Regions from separate parts of the Mus musculus genome. Here region 2 is linked to region 1. A link is a contact called in public Hi-C data. All regions are on one chromosome and are shown on one strand. The core of a region is the stretch at or near the end of the contact, and the rest is flanking DNA. Distances in the headings are between cores, read along the strand shown.

Region 1 (3,241 bases), core at 188-2,687:
GATTCTCCCACTTTTCTAGATGAACTTTCCCACACTAATCATAAAACCATTACAATATGATGTTTGTTATAAAGAAGACTAGTGGGAGCCTGCTGAGGGCATCTGATGCACCCTGTGAGCATCTTTACAGAATCTCTGATGCAGACTCTATTTTTAGCACTTTAATTGCACAGAAGAAGGAGCGGGGATGCTGAGAGGCAGAGGAGCTTGCTTGGAGTTACTAGCTGCTGAGTTCCAGTGTCCAGAGAAGGCCTAGAGCCATCTGATGTCGGAGGGACAGCTTCCCTCTGCAAACTCCATCAGCATGGCTTCGTGGCCCTCACCTCTTGCCCTATTAAACCATTATTTTGTTATATTGTGGATAGGTGTTTTGACTGCATGTATTTCTGTGCACTATGTGAAAGGTACATGCAATGCCCTTGGAGGCCAGAAGAGGGCGCTGTATTCATTGGCCCTGAGTCGTGGGTGCTGGGTATGGGAGCCTTGATCCTTTGATGGAACCCTGAGTCTTGTGGAAGAGCAAGTACTCTTAACCACTTAATTCAGCCCTTAGCCAATTTAAAAACAAAACAAAACCAAATAAAACATTCATTCTCTCTTCTCTCGCTCTTTAAGTTCCTGTTGGAGTATGAGCTGCTGTCCTTTCACAGATGTAGATCTGGAGGGCTTGTGGAGGCGTGGGCCTGGTGGCTTCTCTTTAGGTAGATCAGGAAATGACAGGCCCTACCACTTAGCTGAGATACTTGACAATGTGTTGCCTTTGTTAAGTGCTTTGCTTCCATTTAACAACTCCCTCAGATGGAAGAGTTTATAGCGCTGTTTTTTTTTTTTTAATGTTTTCAAAAAACCCCTGAGGGTTGGAGGTGGTGGGTGGAAAATCAGGCAGAGCAGAGGGAAAGTTATTTATTTCTTGGTCTGGCTTCATTAAAACAGCTCTCTTTTCTCTGTCCTTAGCATCTTGGCTTTCACTTGTTAGTGGTTTGGGCCAGTCTCTGTTTGTTCTGTAATTTGTGGCTGGAGTGATCCTTTCTCAGAGTGGGTAATCTGCACTGCCTCTCCTCCTGGCCATGAGCTGACCACACTCTGTCAAGGCCTTCTTTGTGTAGGGTCTGTTTCTTCTGTTTAGCAGGGATGCCATCTAGGGAGTCCATCCATGGGGCAGGAGTGGAATGGAGTCCCATTCGAACAACCTGACATTTGAGACATAATGGCAGCTCAAGATATTTTCCCTGGCACAGGGCCACGCAAGCAGAGGTTTAACACACAGGATTTCCGTGGAGGTGATGGAAACACAATTGGATTTTTGTTGTTTTCCCCAGAAGCAAGAGCAGAAACCACTCAGAGCTGGATCCAGTGACAGGCTTATTTCAAGCTGTCTCAGTGGAAAATGGTGGTGTTTGGCCTCTCAGGAATGGGGTGGGGTTTGTGGGGCACAGGTCACACCCTCAGCTCTGAGAGTTTGTGGGGGCACAGATCACTCCCTCAGCTCTGAGAGTTTGTGGGGGTACAGATCAAACCCTCAGCTTTTAGAGTTTGTGGGGGCACAGTTCATACTCTCAGCTCTGAGAGTTTGGAGGGGCACAGGTTACACCCTCAGCTCTGGGAGTTTGGAGGGGGCAGAGATCATTCCCTTAGCTCTGAGAGTCAGCTCTGAGAATTTGGGAGAGGGGCACATATTACACTCTCAGCTCTGAGGGTTTGGAGGGGCACAGGTCACGCCCTCAGCTTTTAGAATTTGTGGGGGCACAGTTTATACCTTCAGTTCTGAAAGTTTGTGGGGGCACAGGTCACACCCTCAGATTTTAGAGTTTGTGGGGACACAGTTTATACCTTCAGCTCTGAAAGTTTGTGGGGGCACAGGTCACACTCTCAGCTTTTAGAGTTTGTGGGGGCACAGGTCACACCCTCAGCTTTTAGAGTTTGTGGGGGCACAGGTCACACCCTCAGCTTTTAGAATTTGTGGGGGCACAGTTTATACCTTCAGTTCTGAAAGTTTGTGGGGGCACAGGTCACACTCTCAGCTTTTAGAGTTTGTGGGGGCACAGGTCATACCCTCAGCTTTTAGAGTTTGTGGGGACACAGTTTATACCTTCAGCTCTGAAAGTTTGTGGGGGCACAGGTCACACTCTTAGCTTTTAGAGTTTGTGGGGGCACAGGTCCCGCCCTCAGCTCTGTTTTGGGAAGGGGCACAGGTCATCCCCTCAGCTCTGAGAGTTTGGAGGGGCACAGGTCACAGCCTCAGCTCTGAGAGTTTGTGGGGGCACAGTTCATACCCTCAGCTCTGTTTTGGGGAGGGACACAGGTCACCACCTCAGCTCTCAGGCATCAGAAGGGTTCTCTCATCCTCTCATCTCCTTCTCTCTGGGACTGTGTGGCCTTCTTGAGTATCGTCTGTGTAAAGAAGCATTATTGGATAGCGAAGGGGCAGACACTTTTGGTTTGTTCTCACTATCCCTTCCAGAAGCTTTAGTGAGTGGCACAGTTTTTCCCTCCGTTTCCATTGGTGGAGCAGAGGTCACCAGTTGCCAGGGGTTGTAAGGTGATTATGTGGGGTAGTGGCCCTCCATGGCTCAGATCAGCTTAGGGCCTGATATTCGTGTCCTGTTACACATTCTCTTTCTTCTCCGATGTCTCAACATGGCTGTAGCCACAAGACCTTTAACAGAGCCAGAGATGACAGCTCAGTGTTAATGACTGTGTTGGGAGCCGCCCCCACATTCGCCGTTACAAGATGGCGCTGACATCCTGTGTTCTAAGTGGTAAACAAATAATCTGCGCATGTGCCAAGGGTATCTTATGACTACTTGTGCTCTGCCTTCCCCGTGACGTCAACTCGGCCGATGGGCTGCAGCCAATCAAGGAGTGACACGTCCGAGGCGAAGGAGAATGCTCCTTAAGAGGGACGGGGTTTTCGTTTTTCTCTCTCTCTTGCTTCGCTCTCTCTTGCTTCTTGCTCTCTTTTCCTGAAGATGTAAGAATAAAGCTTTGCCGCAGAAGATTCTGGTCTGTGGTGTTCTTCCTGGCCGGTCGTGAGAACGCGTCTAATAACAATTGGTGCCGAATTCCGGGACGAGAAAATCCGGGACGAGAAAAAACTCCGGACTGGCGCAGGAGGGATACTTCATTCCAGAACCAGAACTGCGAATCAAGGTTATAAGGTTCCCGTAACACAGACTGTTGAGAAGGATTCAACTGCCGAATTCAGAACTCATCAGCTGGGGAACGACGGTGATAAAGGTTC
Region 2 (2,787 bases), core at 86-2,585, 610 kb after region 1:
GCTCAAAGGATGCTCGTGACAGCCATGTTCTACAGACCCTAAAACAGCTCTAGCCTTCCAAGTAAGGATGTGGTCCAGCACACACCCACTGACTGACACGACAGGGGCAACTGAAGAGGAAGACGTGCAGTTGTTGCTATCCCTTGTCTGGGGAGGGTCCATTTGAGGGCTCTTGTGGGCAGTCCTGAGGCCATTTCATAACGAAACCCGTACAGCAAGCTCCATTGATTTTGAAATGGTGTTTGCTTGCTTTGTGGAGGGGTCTGAGGGACATTCAGAGTGCTCCCAAGGAAGCCCTTGAGCCCTCTAGAGCGCTCTCCAGCTTCAGCAGCCGTCAGAAATAAATGTGAACCCCATCACTCACTCGCCCTTTCTTTAAGATTGATTTTTGTTTCTAATTATGCGTAGGTCCGTGTGTCTGGTGTGTGGACCTGTGCACTTGTGAGTGCAGGTGTCCTCAGAGGCCAGAAGAGGGTGTGGGATCCCCTGGAGTTATGGGTGGCACCCCAACATGGCTGCTATGAACTAAACACAGGTTCTTTAGAAGAGCAGCAAATGGTCTTAATTGCTGAGCCATCTCTCCAGCTCCCAACCCGCCCTTTTTGAACTACCACCATTTTTACCCAGCTCTCAATTCCATAGCTGGTTCAAGTGTGAGACGGTGAGGAGAAAGGAGCAGAGATATGGGGTGGGAAGTCACAGCACGGCAGCTAGAGCAAGGCTTCTAAGTGGGCTCTGGATTGTTTGCCAGTAGTCTCAGCACTAAGGAGGTAAAGCGAGGCGGACCATCTGTTCAAGGTCCTCCTCAGCTACATAGCGAGTTTGGAACCAGCCTGGGCTACATGAGATGCTACCTCAAAGACGGAAAAAAAAAAAGTGAGGCGACTTCTAGGTTTAAAATAATCTGGGGCCCTTCTAGCACATTCTGCATTGTGGTATGAACTTATATAGCAATAACTGTTACTACAGATATGTTATCTGATTTTTCTGTGCTTCAGTTTCCCTATGTACATGTGAGTTATAAGATGAACAGTGCCCATTTCACATGCTGCCTGAAAGAGTCATTTATGAAAGTATTAAGCACATGGGAACTAAAACACCTATGAAATATGTGTGTTACTTTTGTGGTAAGAATTCCAGATTGTGAGCTTCCTGAGGACAGGGACTGTGTGTCAGTCATTGTCCCAGCAGGGAGAAGAGAGTCTGGCAGGTTGTAGGGGACTCAGTAATGCCTGCTAAATTAAACTGTTTGGATAAGCCTATTGATGAGAGTCTTTCCCAGAGCCCACCAACCAGCAGAGGGAGCGGCTGTGTCAGATCCGGGCTATGAGGAGCCACGCCCACCCGCCATACCCACACCCCGGCTGAGTTTTACCTTAATGTTGCAGTTGTCATCAAGCAGTATGTTCTCCAGCTTCAAGTCCCGGTGGACCACACCATTCTGCAACGAGGAAACGGAAGAACTGAGCAGGAGCAGGAGCAGGAGCCAGAGCAGGAGCGTGTGAGATGACAGACAAGAGAGCTCTGGGGAGGGGGCAGCGGAGGCCGGGCACAGGGAACAAGTCTGACAGATGAAAGCAATGCACCAGCCAGTCCCGGTGGTCTTCACCTCCATCCTTCAGGCCTGCTCTCACTGTCAGGACGCTCCCCAGACAGCAACCAGCGACAGGAGAGCATTAGTCACTTTCTGTGTGGTTAACAGAAAAATGACTGGAATCCATTCTCCCCCCCCAGAGCCTGTAAACCAGCAGGGGGATTCTTTGTGGGAATGTAATTCCACTGTGTCTGAGACAGGGTCCCAGGGACACAGCAGACATCTCAGTGGGTGCCTTGGAGCACAGGGCCCCAGGGACAGCCTGCCTGCCTGCCTGCCTGCCTGTCTGCCTGCATCCCTCATGCTGGAAAGAGGCCTGACCCAGTCTCCTAAAGCTTTGTCTTAGATACTCCCTAAGCAGCCAGCTGGAAAGACTTGAAAGTCCCTCTCCACTCTGCAGGACTCAGGGCTGATGAAAAGGGTGCAGGCCAATGAGACCAGAGCCACTAGGAACTCTTATGTCGCGTGACCTTTTCATTCAGGCAAACTCTGGCCAATTTGGGACTGGACTTGAAAGCAGCAAGCCAGCTGAAGGGAAAGGACACCAATGGGCTGCGGAGAAGGTTCTGGGGTGGGTGGACAGAAAGAGTGCTTGGGGACCATGTTGGATGTGGATGTGGGGGGAGTAGGTTCCCAGCATTCCCCGCTGTGTAAATGGCTTCTGCGGAGAAAGCTGCTATATCAAACATGCCTGTAGCTGGTTCTTTCAGTTTGTTTTCCTTTCCGTTTGACAGCTTCTAATGTCTCCACAGCCACCAACTTGGAGAGAGATGACAAGTATTCATACTACTGCTTTTGCTAATCCAAGCTCTCAGGAGGTGTCCGGAGATTCCGAAATGCCCCCCCCCAAAAAAAAAAAACACATCTCCCAGAGGAGAGATGTGGAGTACAGGAAAGCCGACTCTGTTTGGCTTTAAATGAAATACTGCGAGACGTTTGTTTCACATGGTCACATTCCTGACTGACATAAGAAGATGGAACAAGCCTAAGAACATCCCATTCATACACAACCCACAAATTCACACACTTCAAACAACGGAAGTAGTCTGCGGTGCTCTCCAGCATTACTTAAGGCGGAGTCACAGAAGGCTGCGTGGTCTGATCATGAGTGTCTCTCGTGTCCACAGAGAGGCCAACCAAAGGTTGTGGGTGCACATGTCCATCACCCTACCCCTGATCTACAGAGACAGGCA

The links. Hi-C and Micro-C count contacts between places; a contact is called where the count stands out from the background.
Region 2: a Hi-C map of the N1E-115 cell line shows a contact between it and region 1, with 4 times the contacts expected there. The contact joins two enhancer-like sites. A contact is called at or near these places in 1 of 484 Hi-C or Micro-C datasets (the N1E-115 cell line) and 1 of 9 other capture datasets (embryonic stem cells).

Annotation. Positions count from the first base shown.
Region 1 is chr10:83,784,779-83,788,019 of GRCm38.p6, forward strand. No RefSeq gene overlaps it. Among named protein-coding and RNA genes, the nearest start is that of 1500009L16Rik, 64 kb to the left of the region's middle. Within about 2 kb of position 1,438, at least 28 of the 459 cell types and tissues checked have an H3K27ac peak or open chromatin away from gene starts, as enhancers often do. A contact at or near this core is called in the N1E-115 cell line, where this site is marked.
Region 2 is chr10:84,390,881-84,393,667 of GRCm38.p6, forward strand. It overlaps Nuak1 (NUAK family, SNF1-like kinase, 1), which reads right to left. Exons shown (of 7, transcript NM_001004363.2): 4 at 1,376-1,441. Among named protein-coding and RNA genes, the nearest start is that of Nuak1, 48 kb to the right of the region's middle. Within about 2 kb of position 1,336, at least 81 of the 459 cell types and tissues checked have an H3K27ac peak or open chromatin away from gene starts, as enhancers often do. A contact at or near this core is called in the N1E-115 cell line, where this site is marked.